Linked DNA regions of Mus musculus: regions 1, 2 and 4 are each linked to region 3. The links are chromatin contacts, called in public Hi-C and Micro-C maps. All regions are on one chromosome and are shown on one strand. Each heading gives the region's core, a stretch centred on a gene start, on an enhancer-like site or on the middle of the called end of the contact. The rest is flanking DNA. Distances are from core to core; before and after follow the strand shown.

Region 1 (2,977 bases), core at 286-2,785, 1.1 Mb after region 3:
CCACCTAACAGTGCTTGGCACACGGGAAGACCTTAGTATAGGAACTGGCACTTTCTTGTAGCTAGACACTCATCAGAATGGTTTGTAAAAAAAACAAAACAAAACAAACAAACAAACAAACAAACAAAAAAAACCAGTCAGATCACCAGAGGCTGAAATCTCAATCCTAAGGTAGAAATCCCCTTCCCGTCAAAAGCAGCCAGCACAGTGCCTAGCTGTACAAACCACCAGCTTCCAGGTTAAGGAGTTGTAATGGGTTCCTCAATTCCTACGATCTTCCCCCCTACCCTGTTGTTCGATGACATTTTTACACGCCATCTAACAAACTTCTATCACTTGTCTGCTGCGGTGCAGGGATTGAGAACAACCCAGAAGGAAATTAACCTATTTCCTCTTTAAAATCATTCTCCCCCCACGCCTGGAGCCGTTCAGCTGCACGACACTTTGCTGCCGCTGGTAGCCCGGCGGACCTTGGAAGTTGTGCGGGACCGACCAGCAGGCAGCAAGCGGGTGACAGTGCAGCCCGGCAAGGTGTGGGACCCACGCTCCGAAGGGAAATCTGTCTCTCTCCGGGACCGCCCTGGGGAGGGGGGTAACAGGGATGGAGACCCGAAGTTCCACTTTTCCCTCGTGCTGCCTCAGTGGCCGCCTTGGGTGCGCGCGCGAGCCCGGGGAAGGAAGGTACCTCTCTGACATTTCGCTCTGCTGACGCGCCGGCAACTTCATGAGGAAAATCCAGAGAGGGTCTGAGACGGTCGCCGGACTCGCCTCACAGCCTGGCTCCTTTCACCCCGGGTTGGGGACGATCAAAGGCCAGGGCACCCTTTAAGGTATTTCCTGGAACCCATCTATACTTAGGGTCATGGACATTCAACTCTCAGTTGCCCACAACTGCCCGAGCGCGTCATCCCAGTGGCTCCGAACACTCCCAACTGTCAGAATATTTTTCGGATTAACCTCTTTAAAATGTTAAAAGCTTTCCTCCTCCCCGCCCTTAAAAAAAAAAAAAAGGCCCCAACACATATTAAAAAACAAACAAACAAACACCCATACCCCACAATCAAACTTTTAAGCGTGTAAAATAATAAAACCAACTCACCAAGTTAGAAGGGAAGAGAATAAACCCCAAAAGGCACCCAATAAGGCGGAGGCTGGGCCTCCGGAGCCTTCTTATAAACCGCTCCGTAACATGAGAAAAAGGTTTAACCCCTTAGGGCGTGGGCCAGAGTCTCTATCAAGTTGGCTCCGGGCGGGGAGCCTGGAGTACCCTGGCCCCCAACCCACGCCAGCCTCGGCCACCCGAGCCACACCCTCCCCCCGCCCCCCAACCCTGTCGCCTCCTCCCGGGCCGTGCGTGCCGCCGCCCGCGCCCCGGCCCCGCTTCTCTCTGCCTATCTCTTATCCTATACCGGCTGCAGCCGGTCTCCGCCGGCCTCGGGGGCGCGCCGCCGACCATGTGCTGGGAGCGCCGAGCGCCTGCAAGGAGGGGGCCGGCCTGGTGCGCGCGCGCGGGCCCACGTGGATCGGGGCCGCGCAAGGCACGCGCCCCGCCTGCCGGCTGCCGGGGCTGGGGGTCACGGAAGGTAACCGCGCTGTCATCGCGGGTCGCCCATCCCCGCCGACGCCTCTGGGGTCCTTGGCCCGACGCCCTCATCCCCTCATCCGCGCGTGCCCGTGTGATCCCGGCCCGATCGGACCCCGGCACTTAGCTGCAGTGCGAGCGGGAGCGCGATCGAGCCCGGGGCGACCGAGTGCGCCCCTGCACCCCCTCTCCGAGCGCAGCTCCCGGGTCCGCCCGCGCCCTGAGGATTTGGGGAGCCAGTGAGGAGGCTGGGGAGGGGGGGTTGGGAGGGCAGGGGAGGCGCGCGTTTGGGCTGGTCCCGCGCGTCCCTGGTCCCGGACTGAACAGGTTCCTTCCAGTTTGGGTGTGAGCGGAGCACGCGCGGGATCCCGAGTTCCTCCTCTAGAGACCACTTCCCCCCCAAATTTCGTCAACTCGCGCGCCCCGCCAGTTCCCCTTCCGGGCATGCGGGGGGAAGTGCCGCAATGGGCCCTAAGGAGCCCGCGGCTGGGTTGCTGCCGGTGCACTGTCGTGTTCCCCCGCCTCCCCTCCCCGTGCTGCCTTGTTTGCAGCCGCAGCAGCCACCAGCCGCCAGCATCCGCGCTGCGCGAAAGAGATGGGAGAAGCCTGGCTGAGTCAGCATCTCCGCTTCTCCGTGCGCGCGCACCCGCCTAGGCGGGAGGCGGCGTGAGCACAGGTGCACGGCAGCCTTAACCCCCCCCCCCCCCAGGAGGCTTCTGGGGGGATCGAGACCCCCAAACCTCCAAGCCCCCTGATCCCAAAGGTCACTATGAACTAAATGGATGCTTCCGGAGAAGCCCGAGTTATTCCTGAGGACAGCGCGTGTCTGAGGATTAGGGACTGTTCAGAGCCAGAGGGGGCGCAAAGTTGGTTTCCTGGACTCCATCTCACACCTCTGGAGAAAAACTGGGTACTGCCTCACAGCAAAAGCCCTGTTCCTCTGCATTCCCCCCCCTTCCCCCCTCAGACTTAGGCAACCCACGTCGGTTGATTGTGGCTCAGAGATTGTCTTTCTGATGTTAGAAACTGCAGAGAACCTACTTTGGGAGTGTGCCTGAAGGGTCGCCACCCACCGGGAGGAGCACCGGTTCAAAATTTTAATAAAAACCTTTCCTTGCTCTGTCATTTCCCCCAGGATTTGGGAATGCAGTCACCCAGTGCTGTCAATAGGCTCTGGTGTGGCTAAGTGAGGAGGCAGGTGTATTGGTGCAGAGTGTGTTACTCTGGTCACTGTAGTCCAGCCAGGCTACCACTGAATAATAACTGGCAAATTTGTGGGAATAATTAAACCTTTACCCCATCCCAGACAGGTGTAGTCCACGCTGGCTTCAAACTTATATTTGACCCCCCCCCCCCCAAATCCTGGTTTGTTTGTTTTTAAAAAACACGATCTCA
Region 2 (2,872 bases), core at 364-2,863, 1.0 Mb after region 3:
TCCTGGGTAGAAGCTGGCCTTTTCACGGCCCTAGAACAGGGTATCCCTAACAGTGATCAAGGTATATACAGAGATCAACCATCTATGACAGACTTTGGTCACAAATCAGTCCTGACTTTAGCAATCCACAGATGCTGGATGCGAGCTCAGCCTACTTTGCACACAGCCTACTCTGTGGGCTCAGGTCCGCTCGCGGTCTCAGTGGATGTAACAGGAGACAATTCTACTACATGTATTGTTTACTGCAGCCAGTGTAGTGAGTGAGTCGTGAGCTACCCAGTCATTGGCCCAAATGGACAGTAACTGATGGACTGACTTATAGTGCTGGTTTTTAAAATTTTAAACTTGTGCATGTCACGGTGTTGACCTCTTTACCCCAACTCCCTAACACACAGGAAGTTCCCAAGTTGCACACGAGTCAGGTCCCAGGAGCAAAACCAGACAGGCATCAACTTTGAAACTGACAAGAATGAAGAAGTTGGCTTCTGAGGTCCTTGCTACAGTCATTCAGCTGTCACTAGTCACGTGTTCCCCAGGAGTCTCTTTTTCAGGTGTTCTGGCCTGATCTGCTGGTATGACAGAAAAAAAAAAGTTTCTTGTCTGTCATATCCTCTGTAATCCGGCAGGAAACCCAAAATGTGCCTGCTGCAGTCCTAGGCTGAGCGCTTATCTGCTTCCTTGGGAAGAACGTGCATCAGAGTGTCCGGTTTAGGGGGATTTTCAACATGACCTCACCCTCTCCACCATTCACTGACCTCAGAAGGCATTACCCAAGTCACAAGTGCAGCTCGGATGGGAATCTAATGAGTGAGCCAGCCGCCAGCGACCTTCCTGGCACATCTCACGAGAACATCAACTCCAACTTCCCCTCAAACCAGGGCAGGTTATCAATAGTGCCCTGAGCTGCTAGGGTGAGGTGTTGATCAATAACGACATCTGACATCTACTTATCCTTCCAGATTCGGGATGGTTAGGATGACAAGGGGGCGGGGAAGGGTCGCTGCTAATTAAACGCACGATCTTGAAGGAAAGCTCTTGCCTGCCGGTAATACCAGAAACGGACAGGGAGGCTGAAGCAAGACGATTGTCACAAATTTAAGCCAACTTGGGCCGCAGGGATCTTGTCTCAAGAGTTAAAACAAAACAAAACAAAACAAGGCAAACTGTAACGAAGGAAGGCTTGCACTGGTCGGGTGCGGGGATGTCCCAGCCAATGGTCTCAAAATAGGTCGCGTGAAGGTGACAGCAAGCGGCGGGCGAGTAACTATGGGAAAGGGCAGTGGGATCTGTAGTGAGAAAGATGCCCCAGCGGAAAGGGGTCAGGATGGGCTTTGCTTACTCGCCTCGGGGCTCCGGGAAGCGGTGGCACTAAAGGGAAACAGAAACTCTGGATCCGCAGGCGCGCGCGCCCAGCCTGGCCCACGTGACCCGGGCTCCGCCGCTCTCCGAGCGCGCTCCCGGCTGCACAGGAGCGCGTGACTCCCGCCGCTGCCGCTCCCTCCTCCGCTCGGCGTGCCTGCGTGCGCGTACCCGAAAGGCAGCGGGCACGCGCACGCCCAGAGGGCCGCCGCCCCTCCCCGGGCCCGCCCTCCCTCCCTCCCTCCCTCCCTCCCACCCTCCCCCGGCCGGCGCGGCCCGCCCTGGCGAGTCAGTCCTCGGGTTCCCTCCCTCCCCGGGCGCGCTCGGGCCGCCGCTGCGCTCCCCGCCCTCCAGCCGCCTTGCCGGAGCCGCCCGCTGCCGGAGGAGGAGGTGGAGGAGCCGCAGGGGCCCGCCGAGGCGGCGGCGGCGGCAAGATGGCGGACTTCCTGCCGTCGCGCTCCGTGCTGTCCGTGTGCTTCCCGGGCTGCGTGCTGACGAACGGCGAGGCCGAGCAGCAGCGCAAGTCCAAGGAGATCGACAAATGCCTGTCGCGGGAGAAGACCTACGTGAAGCGGCTGGTGAAGATCCTGCTGCTGGGCGCGGGCGAGAGCGGCAAGTCCACCTTCCTGAAGCAGATGCGGATCATCCACGGCCAGGACTTCGACCAGCGCGCGCGCGAGGAGTTCCGCCCCACCATCTACAGCAACGTGATCAAAGGTGCGGGGCGCGGCGGGGCTCGGGGACCCCTGGGGAGCCGGGCCGGGCACCGCCCTCATCCGCCGGGTCCCCAGTCGGAGGAGACCGAACGGGATCAGATCGGACGGGCGAGCGGGTGGGCGCGCCTTGGGCACCGTTCTGTGCGCCCTGTTGCCCTGGTCCCTTCGATCCGGGACGCCCCGCTGTCCCCCCCGTGCTACCCCGGTGAGGGTCACGGTCGGCCCAGCACTCCGCGGCTGGCCTCGCCCCCTCCAAGAGGGAAGTGCGGCGAGTAGGGTGACTCGGGGCAGCGGGGCAACTTGTGTCCTCCCTGCACTCCGGGCAAGACCACCCATCAGTAGCCCCAGGTCCTACACTCCCTATCCCTTCCTATCCTTCTTTCCTTTCTGCCCGTCCCTGGTGGGTGACCCTAGTAACCGGGTATGTTACCCTTCCAGCTTTGGGCTTCCTAGGCCACCTCTTGACTTAAGCAAGTTCTGGAACGGTTGTAATGAGGAAACTTTTTTTTTTTTTTTTTTTTTTTTTTTACCCTGAGACTCTTGTCAAGGGCATAGAGTGACAGCCTCTAGAGCCTTTTGGGGCAAGAGTATGAAACTCACGTTTACTGAACTGGCATCAGGAAAGTCTATTAAAAAAAATTAGCGCGAGTGGTTTTATCGGCTCATTGCTACAGGATGTTTGTAATCACAGTTCAACATGTTGCACACTTTTTTTTTTCTTAATAACTCGAGACAGGAGAAAAAAACAGTATCATTTCATATCATTTCTAATGCTTTCATGAATTTATGTTTAAATA
Region 3 (2,758 bases), core at 164-2,663:
GGGGGGACTGACATTTTGTAAATCTGATGAAAGCTGTAATTCTCTCACAAAAAAAATTTAAAAAGAAAAACATAAATCTGCATAAATCCAATTTTACCTAATTTCACAGGCTCCAGAGAGATAGATCCCTGAACCCTTCTTTTTATCAAGCCCCTCAGTTGCCAACGCTTGGCGTTCAGTGGAAATCACCTGAGCGCGGACACCTTTAGCCATTACAGTATTTTTCTTAAATAAGCCCTCTGTCCTCATCAACTGGGTTACAGGTTTAATCTCCTGTTGACAGGGTCTATTTTAAATGACTCCCTCTGCCCTCTGCCATTTGCCTGCCGGGTTAGCCCTCCTCCCCCACGGCAAGCTTTCAACAGTTTGCTGCCTTCCATCTCTCTCCCTCCCCTCTCTCCCCACTCTGGGCTCGGCCAGAAAAGTCAAAGTCTCCGTGCCCAGTAGAAACAGCCTACAGTAGGCAGGGACCCAAGGTTCCAGCGGAGTCCCAGCCCGACGCGAGGCACAAACACTCCCCGGAACGCGCCCAGCCTGGCTCGCCAGCAACTTGGAGCGGCGCGCCGCGGCTCCCCGCTACTCCCGGGCGTGTTTCTTGCGCGTCCTGGGGCCACTTTGACTCCAGCAATCTCTCTTTCCTGTCCCTTCGCTCCCATCAGGCCCATTGACCGCTCCGCTTGGTGACAGGGAAGACCTGTGCGCCCTAGGAGAGGCGAGGGGACCTTCCCCCTCATCCGAGTCACCCCGTGCAGAGCCAAGCGTCCCTTCAGGGCACCAGGGCATGCGTGGCAGCGCCGGGCCACTTTCCAGGGAGTGTCCCGCGTGGGTGCGCGCCTGTCACTCCTGGCGAGAGTTCGGACTCCGGCCAGGCACTCTAAGTTCTCGGAGGAGTCCTGGCCCTGAGAGTAAGGACGCGCCGGGGCTCAGAGACGTCCCCGAGCTTAAGTCCCGGGGACAAGCAGACCTGAGCCCCGGGGCAAAGGTGGCTCTTGGGTCCCCAGGGCTGCCGCGCGCACCTACCAGATGAAGTCGGTGCAGTGGCTGCAGAAGGTGGGTTGCTTGAAGAAGCGGGCGATGAATTTGTGGTCTTTCACCTCATGCACGTTCTTCTGCCTCAGCGCCCCTTTGCGGGCGAAGCGGTTGGCCACGTCCTGAGACGCCGTGGAGTCGTTGGCCGGGTAAACGTCAGCCATGGTTCCCCCCAACCACCTCTTGCCTCCGCCGGGGAGCAGCAGCCGGGGAGGGCCGGGGTGGGCGGGGGCGGCGGCCGAGGTGGCGGTGCTGATGAGGTGCGGTGGTGGCGGCGGTGGCCCGGGAGAGCCGGGCGGGCGCTGCGCTACTCGGAGCTGGGAGCCGAGCCGCTCTCTCTGGCTCTCTCCGGCTCTCTGGCTCGCTGGCTGGCCCCACGCTCACTGACAGCCCGGCGCCCGGCGCTCGCGCTTCCTACTCGCGGCGGCAAGAGGCGGCCCGGAGCGGCGCCGCCCACTGCGCATGCCCGGAGAGCTAGCGTGTGTATGTGTGCACGCGCGCGCGCGGCCTGGAGTAGGAGCGCGCGGGACGGGGACGCGCGCCGGGCGAGCCTTGGGCCTCTGCGCTCCGCTGCACAGAGCTGGACACGCAGACTGGGGGGCCCCTGTGAGCCCCGCCAACTGCCGAGGGCGGCGGTCGGGGAGAGGCCCTGGAGATGCCCAGCCCAGGAAGAAGCCGGGAGGGGCGGGTCCTTCTCCTCCGCCGCCCGCTTCTTTTTCCTCCCTTTTCCTCTGCTTCCTCCTCCCTCTTTTTTCTCCTCCTCTCCTTCCGCTCGTGGTGCCGGGCCTCCTCCTCTCCCCACCTTCCTCCACCCACTCACGCTTCTCTGCTCATGCTTTCCTCTTTCTGGGATGGAAGTTGTGCCCCGAAGGAACCCGGCACGGAGCGCTCCCCACCCCCACCCCCATGCCACCTTAGCAGGTACAGAGGTAGCTCCTTGTCTAGCTACCTGGACCCACAGGCATTTGGGGGTGGGGGGTTTGCTGGCTTTTTATCAGCCTCTTTCCCGTTTAACCTTTCACCTGACCAAAATGTCATTCTAGTCGTTTATGCCACTAAAATGCCCAAACCCTAACCCTCGCTCAGTTCCGAGTCGGTAAAAGGGAGCGGTTTTGAATAACTGATTGCCGGCTCTCTTACATCCCTTCGATCTTTGACCTGCAGTTCACCTGCTTATTATATAGATTTGTATGACAGTCGTAATAACCCGGTAAGATGCCAAAGGGCTTGCCCTGGTTTGTGATGTTATTCGTTGGCTATCAGAGCTGTGGTGCCCGAAGATGATCGGGCTCTCTTGATTTTACATGTCCAGAACCTTAACTTAGAAATCATTTTGCATCCTAAGCTAATTGCTGAAATACTGGCAGGTGTAGAGTTCAGCCAGAACATTTGTAAATTACCAAGTAAAACTGCTTGTGAAGGGGTAGCTGGAATGGATATGTATGCAAAGGGCGCACTTGGGGCTGGGCTGTCCGAGCGCCTGCTGAATATTTATTAGGTCTGCCTGGAGGATTCTAAACCTGGGACAGAGCAACCCTCTACCAACAAGAAGTTCATTGTCCCAATCGGCCTAGGGTGGTCCCAAACTCGAGGTAATACTCCTGTCACAGCTCCTGAGTGCTGGAATTACAGAGATGAGCCATCGCATCAGCTTCGTTTATTGTAGAATACAAATCCATTAAGACAATGTGCATACTTGAACTTGGACATGGTAACACCAGCCAGTGAT
Region 4 (3,052 bases), core at 34-2,533, 1.1 Mb after region 3:
GCACACAGAAAAATGGAAAGCAGGAACCTTGTGGTGTTAGACTGCAATCAGAGTGATTGGTAGGAATTCCCAGTGTAGGTGTCCTGTGACTACTTAGAAAAAATTGCTTGTTTAGAAGCATGCTCTGGAGTATTTACACTAAAGGGGCATCATGTCTACAGCTGATTAAAAATGTCCCGGGAGAAAAAAATGGTCAGGTTGTTGGGGAGTGACCTCATGGGAGGAGAAAGAGGATCAGAGGGGGTCCTGGGGAAATATAACCGAAGTATGAAAATTTGAAAGAATATACATGTATGTGTCTCTCTCTGTATGTGTGTATACAGTGCTCAGAAGTCAGACACAGGAACATTCTCTGCTACATAGTGAGTTCAAGGCCAGCCTTGACAGGAGACCCTCCCCAAATAAGCCACTTTTGTCAACTTGGTAAGGGCAGTAAGGACAACATATATGAGCCTTGTTATAATAACTGGGCAAGGATAATTAGAGCAGTGTGCACAAGGCAAGAAGAGAGCAAAAAGTTTGGGGGTTGGGTAGGAAGAAGGGTACAGACATGTGGGGTATGCAGTCTTTAACTTCCAAGGATGAGAGGATGTTGATAAAATAGTGGCATCATCCCCTTGTTTGACCTTCCTGGGGCCAGAAGCGCCCAGAGATGCAAAAGGATTGAATAGGTATATGCTGGGGGCGGGGATCAGGAGATCTGGCCCTGGGGTTTCCCCTTCCAGAGTCTCCTGGGGGTCCGAGCTCTAAGCTCTTAGTTCCCCAAGTACCAAAGGCAACCCTATGCCCCACGCCCTAGGATGCAGCCCTGCTTCCTGACAGCGGTGAGGCCGCGACAGTCGGGCAAACCGACTAAGAAGGGAAAGTCCAAGCGGGTGATGTGTCAAGCCGCGGACACGGCTGACTTATTTGGACCCAGTGGTTAAATTACTCAGGCTCAGCCCACGGCAGGTGGTTCCGTGACCCTGCACCGCCCGCGAGGAGCGGGTCGCGGCGCCCCCGTGAGGGCCGACGCGAAACAGCGACGACTGGGGACTGTCCGACACTACATCGCCCCCTTACTACTTTAGTCAACCACACACAGCGTGAGTGTTGTGAAATGGACAGAGGTCACGCCTTCGGGGCGGGGTTACAGCACATGGGCGGGGCCTTTCTGGAGGAGTGGGGCGGGCTCAGTGTTTGGAGGAGGAGCCTTAGGAGGGAAGAGCGCAGATAGGAGGCGGGGCGACGATTGAGGGGCGGGAAGACGGGTCTTGCTAGTGGGCGGTGTGGGCGGGGCATGCGTGAAAGGGTGAGGTGCGTCCGCGCGAGGCGCATGCGTGCTAGGACCACCGTGGCAGCTTGAGGGCGGCCTAGAGGCCTGTCCGGGTGAGGGTGGTATGAGGAACCGTCAGGGCTGGGCAGGGGAGGAGGAGGAAGGTGTTGATCGTTGGGGAGGAGCGGATGTGGTGGGAGGGATGGCTGCGGCGGAAGCAGAGGGGACCTCGGGGGCAGGATGTCTCTTGGGAACAACGCGGGCCTTTCCGGTTGCTCCCTGGGTAGAAGACGCGAACTCTGAGTTCCGGGGAGGCCCCCCACTTTTGACTCAAGCAGAGACTGGGTGGCGTCTGCACCGGCCGTGCAAGTTGCTATGGGCAACCAGCTAGCACGTCTGGCGAGACCCACTTGGCGGGAGATGTTCCGGTTATAGAACCGAAGCATCTTAGGCCCCCGGTCCCTGCAGTGACTGTACGATGGCTCCCTGCACACTTCTTCAGCGACACCATCCACGTTGGACTAGGATGTGGAGGCCTTCTGACTTTCCACTCTGTCTCTTTTATTAGGGTGAAGGCCACACCCCTTTGCCAGACATGCATTGTCCTTAGAAAAACATAAATGGAAAAACAGCAGCTGGAGATTTCTCCTTTATAAAGGTAGGTAGACTGAATGGGGCCATGGTGATTTATTTTTTTTTTCTTTTTAAATTTCATCCTGTAAAAATAAAATCTCAGCCCAGATGTGCAGTACCGAGATGAGCTACACTCAGCGTAGTCTCTAGGATCCTTTCTAGTCAGTGTCACCCTCTTGAGCTCCAGAATTCAGAAGTTCACTGAGCACAGCAGTTAGCTTAAATTTCAAAATCAGTCGTTAATAAACTGAGAAATACAGAGAAACCCTGTCCCACCCCCCAACCCACCCCCAAAACAAAGCAGAACAAAAAACCAGCCAACCAACCAAACAAACAAAAATGGAAAAGGCCCTCAATTAGAAAACACAAACTAAATGGACAGAAACATTCATCTTTTTTTTCTTTTCTCACTCAAAAAGCGTCTGCTTGGTATGAAGGATGAACGTGCCACGTAGGGACTTGATAGGAATGGGGAAAGTCCTGTCACCATGAGTATGGCGTCTCATTGGTCATCTTAGATCTACCCCCGTGTCTTATGGCTGACAAGGTAAGCGTAAGGGGCTGAGATGGATCTTGCCAACCTGCAGTTAAATAACAGAACCATTACTCTTTTCCTTATTGAATATCTTTGAGTGACACTGGAAGGGATGCCGTTGATCCTGTGGACAAAGTGAGTCAGCTCAAAATATTATGATTGTTTTCAAATGACAGAGGACGTTGGGCATCAGTAGGATTTAAGAGTCACCGCTAGCCAGGCAGTGGTGGTGCACACGTTTAATCCCAGCACTTGGGAGGCAGAGGCAGGCGGATTTCTGAGTTCAAGACCAGCCTGGTCTACAGAGTGAGCTCCAGGACAGCCAGGGCTATACAGAGAAACCCTGTCTTGAAAAACCAAAAAAAGGAGCTGTTAGTTACTGTTTTTGAGACAATGTTGCTATATAACTCAGGCTGAGTGTCAACTTTCAATCTCCTGCCTCTGTCTCCTGAGTATTGGTTTACAGGTGTCGGCACTATGCCCAACTTGACAGTAGTTACTAGGATGGGAACAGCAGGCTCAGTGGGAGATACAAGAATGGTCTGAATGAATGGTTTTCCTTTTAATTCTTTCGTTACTTTCCCCCAATAAACTGATTGGACGCGGAGAAAACATTCTTTTTTATTTAT

The links. A called contact is a pair of places that touch in the nucleus more often than the background predicts.
Region 1: a contact with region 3 is called in a Micro-C map of embryonic stem cells, with 11 times the contacts expected there. The contact joins the promoter of Arsg here to the promoter of Prkca in region 3. A contact is called at or near these places in 5 of 39 promoter capture datasets (the 3T3-L1 cell line, embryonic stem cells, hippocampal neurons and 2 more), 3 of 484 Hi-C or Micro-C datasets (all in embryonic stem cells), 6 of 115 datasets of contacts at active chromatin or transcription factors (astrocytes, embryonic midbrain, embryonic stem cells and 3 more) and 1 of 9 other capture datasets (embryonic stem cells).
Region 2: a Micro-C map of embryonic stem cells shows a contact between it and region 3, with 7 times the contacts expected there. The contact joins the promoter of Gna13 here to the promoter of Prkca in region 3. A contact is called at or near these places in 10 of 39 promoter capture datasets (the 3T3-L1 cell line, cranial neural crest, embryonic stem cells and 5 more), 5 of 484 Hi-C or Micro-C datasets (embryonic stem cells and rod photoreceptor) and 10 of 115 datasets of contacts at active chromatin or transcription factors (the NIH/3T3 cell line, astrocytes, bone marrow-derived dendritic cells and 5 more).
Region 4: a contact with region 3 is called in a Hi-C map of B cells, with 9 read pairs. The contact joins the promoter of Amz2 here to the promoter of Prkca in region 3. A contact is called at or near these places in 5 of 39 promoter capture datasets (embryonic stem cells, hippocampal neurons, liver and 1 more), 2 of 484 Hi-C or Micro-C datasets (B cells and embryonic stem cells), 2 of 115 datasets of contacts at active chromatin or transcription factors (astrocytes and pancreatic cancer cells) and 2 of 9 other capture datasets (adipose tissue and liver).

Annotation. Positions count from the first base shown.
Region 1 is chr11:109,471,839-109,474,815 of GRCm38.p6, forward strand. It overlaps Arsg (arylsulfatase G), which reads left to right and starts at 1,536. Exons shown (of 14, transcript NM_028710.3): 1 at 1,536-1,583. Slc16a6 (solute carrier family 16 (monocarboxylic acid transporters), member 6) reads right to left here and starts at 1,760. Exons shown (of 6, transcript NM_001029842.2): 1 at 1,410-1,760. The coding sequence starts at 1,654.
Region 2 is chr11:109,361,181-109,364,052 of GRCm38.p6, forward strand. Gna13 (guanine nucleotide binding protein, alpha 13) reads left to right here and starts at 1,614. Exons shown (of 4, transcript NM_010303.3): 1 at 1,614-2,076. The coding sequence starts at 1,794. Gm11696 (predicted gene 11696) reads right to left here and starts at 2,474. Exons shown (of 2, transcript NR_038097.1): 1 at 1,926-2,474.
Region 3 is chr11:108,342,475-108,345,232 of GRCm38.p6, forward strand. Prkca (protein kinase C, alpha) reads right to left here and starts at 1,414. Exons shown (of 17, transcript NM_011101.3): 1 at 1,021-1,414. The coding sequence starts at 1,193.
Region 4 is chr11:109,424,663-109,427,714 of GRCm38.p6, forward strand. It overlaps Amz2 (archaelysin family metallopeptidase 2), which reads left to right and starts at 1,284. Exons shown (of 9, transcript NM_025275.4): 1 at 1,284-1,368; 2 at 1,824-1,913; 3 at 2,308-2,435. The coding sequence starts at 2,424.